2 separate regions of the Gossypium hirsutum genome follow, and region 2 is linked to region 1. The links are chromatin contacts, called in public Hi-C maps. All regions are on one chromosome and are shown on one strand. Each heading gives the region's core, a stretch centred on a gene start, on an enhancer-like site or on the middle of the called end of the contact. The rest is flanking DNA. Distances are from core to core; before and after follow the strand shown. Region 1 holds the start of LOC107949589 (protein ALTERED PHOSPHATE STARVATION RESPONSE 1). Region 2 holds the start of LOC107949594 (proline-rich receptor-like protein kinase PERK15).

Region 1 (7,349 bases), core at 2,779-5,278:
AAAAAAGTTAAAACACCCTAAGTGTTTGAGTAAATGTTCTCAATTGGTATTCTCTTACTAATGAATGGATACAATGAGAGGGTTACAAATAAGGGGAGGCCTTCTATTTATAGTCTCTTTAAGTTTATCATTATGAAACTCTTGCAGTTCCCTTTTCAATGCCTACATATGCTCTTCTAATGAGATACCGAGGTCACAAAGATCTCGGTTTTGATGGTCCACTAGAGGAGGGGGCTGAGGGGCTAGTTCAATAGATCGTATGGCTACTGGAGGTTTTGTTGTCTATTAAAGAAAAACTGAGATGTCTCTTCCTCTTGGACTGAACGATCAAATCTCGCAGGATCCCTACCAACTCATTTCTAGCATTCTTATGGTCTAACAAATGCTAATATTCCTACTATTCTTGATACAACCCTTGCTATTTTAAAAGTTGGGTTTCAAGGAGCCTTATTTTTTTTTTTTGAATCTCAATAAATTTTTGGGAGCTTAACTAAGGGTTCTGAGAAGTCTGGTCATCGATGGGGCATTAGCATTGCCTTGGTAGGGTTGAGAATACCACCATTGTGGTGGTGGTAGGTATTGGTAGTACAGTGGATAGGCATATGCGACATGGGGAGTGGTAGATGATGTCTCTAGTGGAGGTGGGTAAGAGTATTGGGTTTTCTATTGTTGTTAGTCTAAGTTAATGGGTGGTTGAGCGGTTTAAAGCAGTTGCTAGATTGTGTTTGGGTTGAAGGGAGTTCTTGGTTTTGGTTGGTTGCAATTTCAGGGATTATAGTAGAAGAATGAGTCATGATGGTTCGGTCCACGCTCAACGCACCAATTATTGATACGAGTTATCAACAGGGAAGAGAAGACGATGGAGGGGAGTGTCAGTTCACCTGTGACAAGAGGAGAATGAAAAGATTGTTTAGGGTTGTTGAGTAAAAAGAGCTAATCCCTAGTCCCTTTGTGCACTTAAGGTTATATAAGGGGTCACCCCTTGTCTTGCAGTGCCACGTAACCGATAGTACTATGTCTTGCATGGTTGTGCAAGCTTGCCAAGTGGTAAGATCGTTGCAGGTCAATTATTGTCATAAAGTGTACTATATAGTTCTACTCTAACATTCCTGTCCTTAGGGTTGTATGAGGAAGTTATGCCTTGGTGGTCCCAACTAGGGTTGCGCAGTGAGTCGTCTTTAAGCTAGCTTAAACAGGATTCATGGAGAGTTGCTTGCGGACAGTCCCGCAGGAAGGGTTGCTTACAGACTTTCCTCGCAAAGGGTTGTATAGAGGCTGCTCTTAGAGGAGGTCATTTTTAGACTATCCAATAGCTTGCTATGTATCCTGCTATGGTGGGAGTATAACAGTTATCAAACATAATTAAAAAATTAAATGTTGAAAATTTTCTTTTCATTCAAAACGAAAATTCAATGAATTATTAAATACATTGTAGTATTCAAGATTTATTTTTTTATTAAATTAAAAAAGAATTTAATTTTTTTATATATAATTATTATTTATGAGATAATTATTAAAATTAAAATTCCATATTTAATTGCTTAAATTTGTTAAATCTTCTTTTTAAAAATGGAAGTTAAGTATGGGTCGGTCCGACCCCACTTGCAGAGCCAGCTGAAAAAGTAGAATAATATAATGAAAAGAAAGAAGACTCCCGTCCCTTCTCAACATCTTTTTATTCTGTTTTTTTAAAAAAATTAAATAAATGGAAATAAATCTCTGCATTCATTTTAAAGTTTAAAAAATAGTACAATTACAATAAAATCTATTAACAATCATAAAAAACATTTCAAAAATTAAACCTTACAAAAACACAAATTAATTTATACCAAAACTCTAACATCTAAAATATATTTTGAAGGATAAAGTTTTGCTTTCTTTTATTTTAAACATGTTTAGTTAGGAGAGTATAACTACATCTTAATTTTTTATGTTATGTTTGATAGTATAAATTGTAATTACACAGTTACCTAATTTATATTTTAAAAAAATATTAATTACTAAAAAAATAATTTTTAAATAAGTAAAAAAATTAAAATCAAATCATCATACATATTATGTTAGTATAATACGATTATTAATAAAAATAACAAGAAAAATAAACATCATATGTAATTTTATCTAATTGTTCCTGTGCATACTTGTTGGGTTATTCCCTCTTTAATATTTAACATATGCTTTTTATCATCTGAATTTCCATTATTAAGATAATCAAAATCTCTTTCTTTCATGTAGTCTTCGAATTACGAATCATCTCAATTCAACCTATGATTGAAGTTATAAAATACGCAACATGCTACTACAATCTAATCTTGTTTTTTATGCTATACCAAGGTAATATTGTTAATATGAGAACTATTTTCTTAGAACAACAAATATCTTGTCAACCACATTCGAAGTCTTGAATGCCTTAAATTAAAGAGTTCGTGAGTTATCTATGGTGTTTGCGTCTAATATCATTCTTTCAAATAGTATCATACTCCATGATATAACGCAAGAAAACATTTTCTATTTGCATAATTAGCATCAACCTTAAAATATTTGAGCTTGCAGTCCAAATAATCTCTAGCTTTAGTTATGATAATAGTTTAGGTAAGTTTTTGAAAAGCTAAATTATTATTAATACGCAGTATTAGGATTTTTAAAACATAACGGAATACTAGAAAATTTATTTAACTGTTTGAATTCCTTGAATTTATAAGGTATTTTTTTTTAATTTAAGAAATTTTATTTTTATATAATAATTTTAATTTTTTCATTCATTTAAAGATAAACAATTCTATAACATAAAAATAATCAAATTATTATTTTTAATTTATTAACCAGGAGTCATGTTAATTGAATAAGTCTTAAGAAAAAAATTAAATCGAATGTATCGAGAGATTTCTCTATTTTAGGGTCCTGATTAAATTAGTTCCTTTATTATTAAATAGATTAATTTAGTCCTTATACTATTAAAAAATTAAATAAGATAAAATTATAATATAGTTAATATTTATTGTTTTAAATTTTTTTTACTATTTAACAAAATTAATATTTTTAAAGTTTTTATGATTATGTAAATAAAATATTTTATTTGAAATTGAATTTTAATTTAAAAAAATTAAATTTTTAGGATTTTTTTTCTACAATTAATGTTAACTTTATTACTATATTATGGTCAATTTATTAATTGTTAAGAAAAAAATTGAATTGTGAAAAGTTTAATTAATAATTAGTTTCTAATGTTACAAGTTCCATGTAATTTTACACGCTTAATTTTTAATTAGTCTTTAAATAAGGTATTTTTAATTATTGTGATCTACCATTGGTAATGATAATTTTTTTTATTTTAAATAATATATAAATTTGGAATTATATAAGAAAGTAAGATCTAATGTTAATTTAAAAAAGTAAAAAAGGTAAAACAATATGAAACAATTATAATATTTAAAAAATTAACTTAAAACGCATAAATTACATACCATACATGTGACATTAAAAATTAATGCTTTTCTCCTAAAATATTGGGTGTTGTTATGTAGTTTTGGTGGAACTATGGGGTGCTCTTGAGAGGCTCCAATTAGCATGGGGTCTAAGCATAAAGAGGATGATACTCGAGATGGAGAGTACTGAAGATATCAAAGTGATCCAGACAAATGAAAATGAACAACTTTTTTCAACTATGGGGCGTGTTATTAAAGACCTTATCAAACATTTATAAATGATCTGTGTTAGACATGTGCTGAAAAAAAAGGAATAAGATTGCAGATGGATTGACAAAAATGGTATTCTTCACAATTTTGGGAGACATATTTACATAGGGAGTGCGGGGAGGGAATTCACCTTGTTTTATTACTTCTTTTGTAAAACGTTGACTGAATATGGAAGAATGATCCAACAATCAAAAGAAGAGGTAAATTACTGACAGAGTCGTTAAGTAAAGTGAGGATTGTGTGTCAGAGTGAGTGTGTGCAGTGCAATGCATCTCTATCACTCCATTGTTACAGTGGGACCCATTTATTGCCAATAAAATTTTAATAATTTATATTTCATTTATTGATCCCATAAATAAATAGAAAACCCTGCCGTCCGCCCTGGACTGACTTTGTCTTCTCTTCTGTACCCAAAACATTACGTCGTTTTTCAGACTCTCAAAACACTTTGAGGTTTGAGCTAGCTTGTAAGAATCTCTCTCTTTCAACTTTCAACAATTGGGGAAGATTGGTTATTCAATTATTGGATTCAATTCTGGTAATTTTCTTTCTAGGGAGAAATTATGGGTTGTTCGCAGTCGAGGATCGAGAACGAAGAAGCCGTTGCCCGATGCAAAGAGCGGAAACAATTCATGAAAGAAGCGGTTGCCGCCCGCAACGCCTTTGCCGCCGCCCACTCTGCTTATGCTATGTCCTTAAAGAACACTGGCGCCGCCTTAAGCGATTACGCCCTCGGGGAGGTCCAGAACCCAAATCTCCCTTCTCCCCCTGGCCCCTCCTTCGTCGGTCCTCCCCCTCCTCTGCCGCCGCAACCACCTGTCTTACCTCCGCCTCCTCCTCCCGTCAGTCTTTCCGGCGATCCGGTCGTTCCGATCCAACGCTCCGCTAGTATGCCCATACAGATGCCCTTGAAAGGAAAGCAAAGGGAGACGTCGACCACCACCATCATGGAAGATGACGAGGAGGACGATGACCTGGACGCCGGTGGTTCGTTGGTTAAGCGAAAATCCCGGAATTATAGGGGAAGTGGTAGTGGCGGTAGGAGTAGGAGAGAGGAGGAGGAGGAAGAGGACGAAGAGGAGGAAATAGTGACGTCTACCACCGTTCAGGCGCGTGCAATGCAATCACAGCCGCCCCAGGATTCGACTTACTATTACTTCTTTCCAGCGGAAGGTAGTGTACCTGGACCAAGTTTAGGGGTGGTGGAAGAAATGAGGGTGGATAACGGAGAGGTTGAAAGGAAGGTATTTGAGGAAATGCCGGCAAGAATTGAGGAAGAGGTGGTGGAGGAGGAGAAGCTGAGGGAGGAGGAGGTGGTTGTGGACAAGGGACTAAAGACGCCAGTGGAGGTGGAGAAGCCGGTGCCACCGATATCTGGGGTAGGGAAAGGGAGTAAGAAGGGTGGGAAAATGGGGGTTGGTAGTACAGTAGAGAAGAGGTTGGGTAAGGGGAGTTTTAATTTGTTGCAGGTGTTTACTGAGCTTGATGATCATTTCTTGAAGGCCTCAAAGAGTGCCCATGAGGTTTCCAAGTTATTGGAAGCTACTAGGTTGCATTATCACTCTAATTTTGCTGATAATCGAGGTAAGGGGTTTTTCAATTTTGTATCATGAAACTGACCATCAGTGCAATTCTTAAGATTTTGATTTTGATTTCTGTTATCTCCTTTACATTTAGATTTCTGTTATCTCCTTTACATTGATAAATAGAATTTTAGACAAGTTCTGTTATTGCTCGGTTGCATGATGTTTGGTATCGGCATTTCAACTTTAGAATTCTAAGATTGGGTTTCAAATGTTAACGCCTCTTGCTGAAATTGCCAAGAACTTTGTTACTCAGACTGATGGTGTGAGTGTCAGATATGGTTATGTGTCAGGTATAGGTATGTTCAATCATTTTGAAAGTTTTTCATGCATTTGAAAGGTGTTTTGAGGGTCATACCCCCGTATCCATATCAAAAACTGTATCGAACACCAGTCTTCAAGAAAAATAAAGAGTTGGAGCAACATAAGCTAAGAAGATTGGTTGACTGTCTCTATAAGTAAATATGGGTTTTCATTCCTTTCATCCTTTGTCACATTGAGTTATTAGAATGAGTAATTTTGAGGATTTGGATTTTGACTGTTGAGGAATCTTGCACGAAGGATAGAACTAGAGAGTACTGCATATCAATAGTTTAAACATTGTTAAATAAGTTCCGGTCTACTTTGGCTTAGAAGTTTTTGCTTTCAGTTTGTAGAGAGCTCTTCTTTTCATGAATGACTAGTATTTTATCCAGTTCTGTTTTAGAGTCTAACCATGTCAGTTTGTACAAATATAAATAAACACATAAATTACTATTAACTAGAGATCAGCTATGCAAAATCATAAGGTGAAGTCTAACAATTTGGCCAATAAATTTGTTGTTTTTCACCTTTCTTGTGGAATTGAATATGTGATTATTTTGTTCACATAATGTAGCTTAAATGGATTGTATATTATCTTGGTTAATACTTTGCAGGACACCTTGATCACTCGCAGAGAGTAATGCGTGTTATTACTTGGAACCGTTCATTTAAAGGACTTAAATTAGACAATGCTGATAACGCAAACGATGACTTTGATTCAGAGGATAATGAGACTCATGCCACTGTGTTGGATAAAATGCTTGCATGGGAAAAAAAGCTTTATGATGAAGTGAAGGTATATAATTATTATTATCATATGTCATTTGTCCTCTTATTCATTATCTACTGAATGACCACTATACTGTTGCATAACTTTGATAGTATAAAATGTCTTGGTTTGAAATGCTTGATGATATGATATCTTCTTGATAAATTAAACCAGCATAATATGGTTTTCTTTGGCCGATCGACCAGTATAGGACATTCAATTATTTTATAATGCTACTATTCCTTATTGCATGATTGACACTCGATCAAAGGGCTGCCTGTACATATAGTTACCTTGTCTTGAATAGTTATTGACCACAAGGCTAGAACTGTTATAATTGGGGGTAAATGCACCACTGGTACTTGCCTTTAGGCCAATAATTTTGATTTTGACAACATAGTTCAGATTGTTACTGCTTTGCCACGAATCTTTTTCTTTGGATCATAAGTGAACACATTCACGCTTGGATAGACAGAGACCATTAGTAAGCTATATCTACGTGAAGCAACAAATTTTCAAGTAATTTTAGGTATGGTGTAATTCACATAGAAGTAATTTGCTCATTTTTTGTCAAATCATTCATCGTGTTATGTTCAAGTAATTGTTCCAAATGCCAATCCTCTTGTAGTATATAACTAGTGGGATGTAAGTGTGTTGTTCCCTTTCTCAGCACACCAAAAACAAAATGCATATTCTTAGATCAGTAACTTAGTTACTAATTCAAGGTTCAGTTTGGCTAGTATATCCTTGCACCTAAAGGAAATCTCATCTTCAGTGGTCACTTAAGTCCTAACTAGAGAAGCCCCGCATTAAAAATGGCTACAAGGAGGAGCACATATGAAGGATGAGGCCTCAAATTATATTTTGTTTTCCTAGAAATAACCTGCAGCAGCCTTGTTGTAGGAAAAGGAAAATGTCATTCTGGTGCTTACTTATGTTCAAGATACTGCTACTATCTATTTAATTTCCAATTTTCTTTAATGCTAATGTCTGTTTTGC
Region 2 (7,170 bases), core at 3,691-6,190, 220 kb before region 1:
TACTAGCCGTGAGCTACATTAAATATACATGCAATAGAGGTTTTTACAACTCTAACCAATCAAATAATACTTTGAAATCGATGGAATTGACAAAAATCCACCCAATTCCATTGTTTGCTGCCATATTTCGGATAGCAGAAATCTCAGATTTGCTTTAGAAGTGATGCCCTCTAGTTGCAAACGAGGCAATACAATGTTGAATATAAAACTGGGTGGAAAAAGAATTTTTACTGTTGTCCGAGCAAATTTCGTGGTAGATTTTGTTACGAGCTTCCACTTACATCTTTGGTTTCTTTCTCCCCTTTTGATTTTTCAATTTGGGTGCTTTGTTGCCCTTCAGTGCTGGAGCTAGATGGGTTAACACCATAATCACTGGTGACTACACTGTATTCACTGCTGGGAAGCTCTTGGCTTTCCAGTGCTATCTTCCTGAACTTCTTCATATCTTCCTTGTATTGGGCTGAGCTGTAATCAGAACTTTCAAAGGAACCGAACACCCTGCTGTGCCCAGGAGTGATTCCTTCGTTCAAATTATCCAGAGGCATATTTCCTTCCAGGACTCGAAGTACCTTCATTACATGACAGAAAGGTGGTTACAAGCCAGCATTTATTCTACGGTCATGAATTCTCAAACCTTGTTGCTCCGACTTTTTAATTTTTTTGATGTACCCTTGTTCAAAACCAATGTCTGATATATTTTCAGACATGGATATGGGGATATGACTCTCCAAGGACCTCCAAGTACATGGAAAAACATAGAAACCATTGAACATACTCTTGTCAGACAAATACTCATATCCAACACTTAGACCCAATCTGAGTAGCATAAACTACCATTGATTTTGAACATGTAGATGCTATAATTAAGAAGTAAAAACATCCCCAATTGTTAAAATATATCTAGTGTTAAAAGATGTTATTGAACAAGCATAGATACTAACAATTAACTTTTGCTAGAGACAATATGTTACCCTGGTTGAAAAACTAACTGACCATTCAAGTCTATGGTACATTTACCTAACTGATAAAAATAAAAAAGTGTTGATTAAGAACTAAAAACTTAATATTAAGCAGTTAGTCAAAGAACCTGGCTCATCCGTGGGCGATTCCTTGCTGAATGACGCACGCAGGCTGCAGCACAAGCCACCATTCGGGTCATTTCATCGGAATCATAGTCCTTCTGTAACCTTGAATCCACAAATGCATCAAAATTCCCATGTTCCAAAGCCTGTGAGAGCAAAGGCCTTGCCTAGAATTCAGAAAAAAGATCTGTTATCCATCCCATGCCAGTCAAGCACTAATAATTCAGGATCTTAGAAAGGCTGTATAGTTTGTTAGAGAAAATTGGCCATTTGCAAGTCCATGTTCTGGTGGGACCTAAACTTCTTGTTTCCAACATTTGAAAAGAATAGAAGATCGCCTTTTTAATATTAAGAAATCACTTAAAATGGGAAATATGTAATGATTGAGTAGATTATATACATATATTAAATGAACTAATACAGATATAAAGAATACAGACCCAATCAACTATGCTATCATCAAAGAATGGCTGAGTCTTATCAACGGGGCGGCGTCCAGTAATCAACTCCAGAAGCACAACCCCAAAGGAGAAAACATCCGACTTCTCAGTGAGCTTCCCGCTAGAGGCGTACTCTGGAGCCATATAACTGCATGTATAAATTCTTGTGAGAAGGGACGCATGTGATATTTACAGATTATAGGTAAAAGGAAACTATACTGCAAGATAGCATGGAGTGAGCCACAAATTTATTAGTGCAACAATATGCCGAGTAGATACATTAAAATACATATATTACCCAAAAGTTCCCATCACACGAGTGGATACATGTGTATCAGTATCTAAAGAAGACTTTGCAAGACCAAAATCTGCAACCTGGGAAAACACACATGAAAGAGTGTGAAATACTTTTATTGAAAAAGAATCACAGAACTTAGGCCATCCAAATCGAAAAGAAATTTTCTTTATATCAATACATTCAGAACAAGTTTTCATCAAATTTTGAGATAAGGCATCTTGAAACACTAATGATCAAATGCATTTTCTATTCATTGTTCCAATCTAAAGGATGATTCGCTCATTCAAGTGTCATACAGAAACTAAATCAACGGGGTTTTTTTTTTTTCAAGAAACACTGAAAGAGCTGATATAACATTGAGAAATGTATATGAATTTTGGTTTTTTCTCAGCCTCAGGAGGCAAAGGGACAAATCAATCCCGTGACTATAGAAATAGCATTCAACTTGAAAACTGAAACCATACCCTTGCCTCAAAGCTTTCATCAAGAAGAATATTAGCTGCCTTGATATCGCGATGTATGATCTTGGGTTTACCTGATTATATTATTTATGTTTAGTGGAAAAAGTATAAACCATGAGACTAGAAACTGGAAGGTGCTTGAACTTCAGAACTTAAAGTAGGTAAGTAATTGTATCCTTACAGTCCTCATGCAAATATGCCAATCCTTTGGCTGCACCAAAAGCAATTTTCATTCTGGTTGACCAGTTCATAACTGGCCTCTCTTTTCCTGCGTGTTAAGTTTCATCCAGTTAAAACCTAAGTATCATGGATAAGATAAGCACAATACTACATCCTTAACCTAAGTTGCGATCTCAAATTTATACTTCTGTCCTCTACGCCTGTTCAAAAACTAGTTAGCATCATGATTATACAAAACACTTCTTGTTTCACACAATAGAATATGACTTACCCATCTATTATCCATCACATGCAAGAAAAAATGCACAATCTCTAATGTTCATTTTCTTAGAGCCAGTTAGGTGGGTGGAGTGGGGTGGGGTGGGGTGGAAGAGGGATTTAACCACCAACAACTCACCGTGTAAATGAAATTCTAACGTGTTGTTTGGGACAAATTCATAAACAAGCAACCTCTTTTCGCCAATAATGCAGTATCCAACTAGTGAAACAAGATGTCTATGATGAACACAGCTAATGATGTCAACCTCTGCTTGAAACTCGCGCTCACCCTGTCCACTTCCAGCTTTTAACTGCTTAATTGCAACTACTTTCCCATCTTTTAGCACTCCCTTGTGGACATAACCAAAACCTCCTTGACCAATGAGATTAGAATCGGAGAAATTATCTGTTGCCAATGCTAAATCTTCATAAGTAAATGTGCCCAATGACCGTCCCATGGCCAATCCTGAGGAAGGTGATGGATTAGATGGCTTTTCTGAGCCCAAACTAGTACTCGTTGAAGGAGGGTCAACATAATTATAAACATGTGGTGTGATTCCTGGCGGCGTAGTAGGTTTCGGCAGAACAGCAATTTGAGGAACACTCTGCTGCCAATGTTGAGGATCAACTGGATGTATAACAACATGCAAGATTTAGTGTCAATTCCTTTCACTTTGAAAACCATTGGTTTCTTTTCTACCACATGAGACTGTAGTCATAAAGCAAACACTGTCCAACTAAAACATATAATACAAGAATGAAACAGAAGAATGCCTTGACCAAATCAAAATAAAAGCAAATAGAAAATACTCAATATAATATTGGTTGCTAATCAAACATAAATAGAAACAAACTTCCAAATTACTACTGCTGATCTTTACAGCACTGGGGATAAAATTACTAAAGCGTTGATACCAGTGGACGCCTCCTTTTCCCAGATATGCATGTGTTTGTTTACTAGACATGCATGCATGGATGTTCTTGTATGCATGTATGGGCATGCATGTATCATGGCTTGAAAGCTGGAATGGATCAAACTCATTCTTTTGTAAATGGTTTAAAAAATCAAATTAGCATGGGAACATTACAAATGACCACTATGATAAGAGCAATAAAACTGATTCTTGCATCTTAATTAACAAAAGACTACGATAACTCATAAATTCATGACAACTTTAAATCCTTAACAAAAGTAACTCGTTCAAGCTGCATACTTTAGGTCTTCTCAGTCAATTGATTTAAGTGAACTCCAAAAGAAAATTATGGCTTATCATATACCATTAAAGCATCAATAACGCAGATCTAGGTCATAAGCATATGTGCTTATATATACAACATAAACCAATGAAAACCAAAAACCAACGTTTGAAGGAAATCCCAATGATATTATACTATAAAATACGGGAAGGAACTCAAGATTCACTATAATCTATATTAAACCAAAAATCTTATTTTCTTTATTTTTAAACAACATTATTATACTCTAAACACTGATAAACAAACAAATAAATAGATAATAAAAGTTGACAAAATGTAGACAAATATAATTAACATGATTTAACAATAGTAACATTAAAAAAAACAATAGTACGATACAATACAAACAAAACAAACACTTCAAAATTAAACCTAGATTCCATAAAAGCAAATAATATTAAAAACTAATGGTACTTCAGAAATATAGGATTAAAATACAGTCAGGAGGAAGTTTTATGAACTACATTAAGTGCAAGTAATTATTTCATAAAAATAAAACAAAGATGGACTGACTGACCTCCTTGAGGATGAGCTCCAGCAAGCTTCTTCTTTCTCCTCCTATAGAAAATCACGAAAATGCCCACTCCAATCAGCACAATTAACGCTCCCATCCCTGCCCCAACGATAAGCCCCGCTAATGTCCCAGGCGGCAAGCCCCCACTGGGCGAAGGCGGCGGAGGTAGCGTAGCATTCGGAGAATCAGCCACCGCAGGCGGAGGCGACACAGGGGTTGAAGTATTAGTAACTGGCGGCGAAAGGGAAGGAGGAGGAGAAGAAGTAGTGTTGGGAGTGGAAGGCGGCGACGTCGGTGACGGAGATGGTGGTGTAGCCATCTCCGGTGAGGTTTCGATAAAATCGAGGATTTGAATTTTTTTTTCTTTCCTGTTATTTTCTTTATGCTTGAGGTTTTTTTTGGGGAGGGGGGTTCAATTCAACCTCAATGCTTGAGGTTTGAACTTTGAAACAGAGTCGAAGGAATTTTGCTTATGAATGATTGGGTGGGAGAAAGAATTTGGACCAAGTGGGGCCCGCTTCTGACAAAGAAATGAGTAAATCAAAAAGAGGCATAACGACGTCGTATTTGCTTTTTACTGTTTTTACTGACAAAACTCTGCTGTCCGTCTCTGATTGTAGTGAGAAAATGTAGCTTACTTGCAACGTGCGATTTATTTTTAATTTTTTTCGGCGGTTTTTTGTTTACAAAACACAAAATGTAAAGTACCCATTAAATTCCTCGATCAATTTTTTTCAGTAAAAAGAACAAATATCAAATATTTTTTTATTAATGTTAATAATCTTAACATCTTGCTTTCTATTTCAATTTTTTTATAAAAATTTTAAATCTAAAAGTAAATATTATCCAAAAGTTTTTCCATTTTAATATTTTAATTATATTTGGTGTTCCTGATTTTATTTTAATAAAATAATATAAATAAAAATCTAAAATTTAGAAATATTTATTTTTTTGTGATATTAGAAATATTTATTTTGATTTGATAGTTAAGATTATTTAGATTCTCATTATTCTTATTTCAAAAATTCTCATTTACTTTCAAATAAAAAATAGTCAGCATAAATTTATACTTGAAACTAAAAAAAGATAATAACACATCTTCAAAATAAGAAAAAATATAATGACTTATTTGATTCTCTAACTTTACAAAAACAATCATTTTAGTCTCTATTTAATGTTTCATCCTTTTTAATCTTTAAATTTGTGTTTTTCGCCAAATCACTTTAAAATGGACACGTGAATTATCACATAAATAACATGCCAACATGTGTTGAGTATGAACAAGTTAACAAATGTGACAGTTGAGAATAAATGATATTTCTACCAAATAATTATAATTTAAATTTAGTACACAATATCCATGTTGAGTATGAAGAATTTTTGGATATGGGACTGATTTTACTTGTTTCCAATAAAGATTTATTTTTAAAAAATAATACGAAAACTTGGTGAGATGATGAGAGGAAAAATAAAATTATGATTGCGGGTCGACCTAACTTCCGAGTAATATTAGGTTTTCCTAAAATGTTACTAATTATTATGGTCAGATAATTTTATTTTAAAAAGCAATTCTTTAATGTTCACACATCAATTTTATCAATACTAATACTTCTCATTTTTTGTAACATTATTTATTTGAAAAATGCAAAAAATAAAAATTCTTATTCATATAATTTTATCTATTATTAATTTATATAATCATTTACACTCCTAATTGAGTTGATGTTATCTTCCACTGGGTCACCAATTCAGTTAAGAAATTTACAATTCAAGGGTACTTTATTTGTTAATTTATCACTAACTAAAGTTTTATTTTAATATTCTTATATATTTTAATTTTATTATACACATTTTATTGCTTCCGTTAATTGTGTGTATATGTATTAATAATATAATTGATTGAGTTGGTATCACAATTTAACTCGACTCCAACTCAAGATTGATGACAACACAATGATAAACAATTTAATTTTTTTCTTAATTTTAATATTCTACATACTTAATGTGTTATTATTAATTAGTTTTAAGCCATGTGTTTCATCATTTATTATATGTTATTTTTAAACACACATTTATGTTCTATATTTGTAGTTTCTACATATACATGCGTGTGATAAGATTTCTAATAATTAATTAATGTTACTTATACATTGAATTCAACTTAAACTCAACTAAAAACTTCATTATTTAAAAAAAATTATTTTTTATATAATATCAATTTAGTAATATAATAAATAATAAAACGTATTTTCAACTATTCAAATTTGTGCTTATAGATTATAAATTTTGCAACTTCAAAATAAAAAATAATAATTAAGAAATCAGTAGTATTTTTTTTTTGGGATGAAGGACTTAAAAGGATGAAATACTTTTTTTTTCAAAAATTTAAAAATGATTTTACTTGTTTTGGATTAAAATAATGAAGAATTTTAAAATTTTATTAGAAATTTTGAGAGGATTTGAGTAGCTCAAAGTTTCCTCAAATTCCGGTTTCTCAAAATTTTTGATAATATTATTTCATTTAATATATATGGTCGCAAAAACCTTTATATTAAAAATATTTTTATATATAATATTGGAGTAAGGGATAAAGATCACATAGTTTGAACTTATATTAAACGAATATTTAACATAAATTTTAATTACGCTTCATATAAATATTAAAAATATTTATTAAATT

Evidence for each region. Hi-C and Micro-C count contacts between places; a contact is called where the count stands out from the background.
Region 2: a contact with region 1 is called in a Hi-C map of leaf, with 1.7 times the contacts expected there. The contact joins the promoter of LOC107949594 here to the promoter of LOC107949589 in region 1. A contact is called at or near these places in 2 of 34 Hi-C or Micro-C datasets (hypocotyl and leaf).

What each region holds. Positions count from the first base shown.
Region 1 is chrD03:14,726,176-14,733,524 of Gossypium_hirsutum_v2.1, reverse strand. It overlaps LOC107949589 (protein ALTERED PHOSPHATE STARVATION RESPONSE 1), which reads left to right and starts at 4,028. Exons shown (of 5, transcript XM_041089830.1): 1 at 4,028-4,162; 2 at 4,250-5,279; 3 at 6,196-6,377. The coding sequence starts at 4,259.
Region 2 is chrD03:14,945,747-14,952,916 of Gossypium_hirsutum_v2.1, reverse strand. LOC107949594 (proline-rich receptor-like protein kinase PERK15) reads right to left here and starts at 4,940. Exons shown (of 8, transcript XM_016884311.2): 1 at 4,494-4,940; 2 at 2,859-3,347; 3 at 2,463-2,549; 4 at 2,285-2,355; 5 at 1,821-1,897; 6 at 1,523-1,670; 7 at 1,088-1,249; 8 at 1-569. The coding sequence starts at 4,809. The coding sequence ends at 264.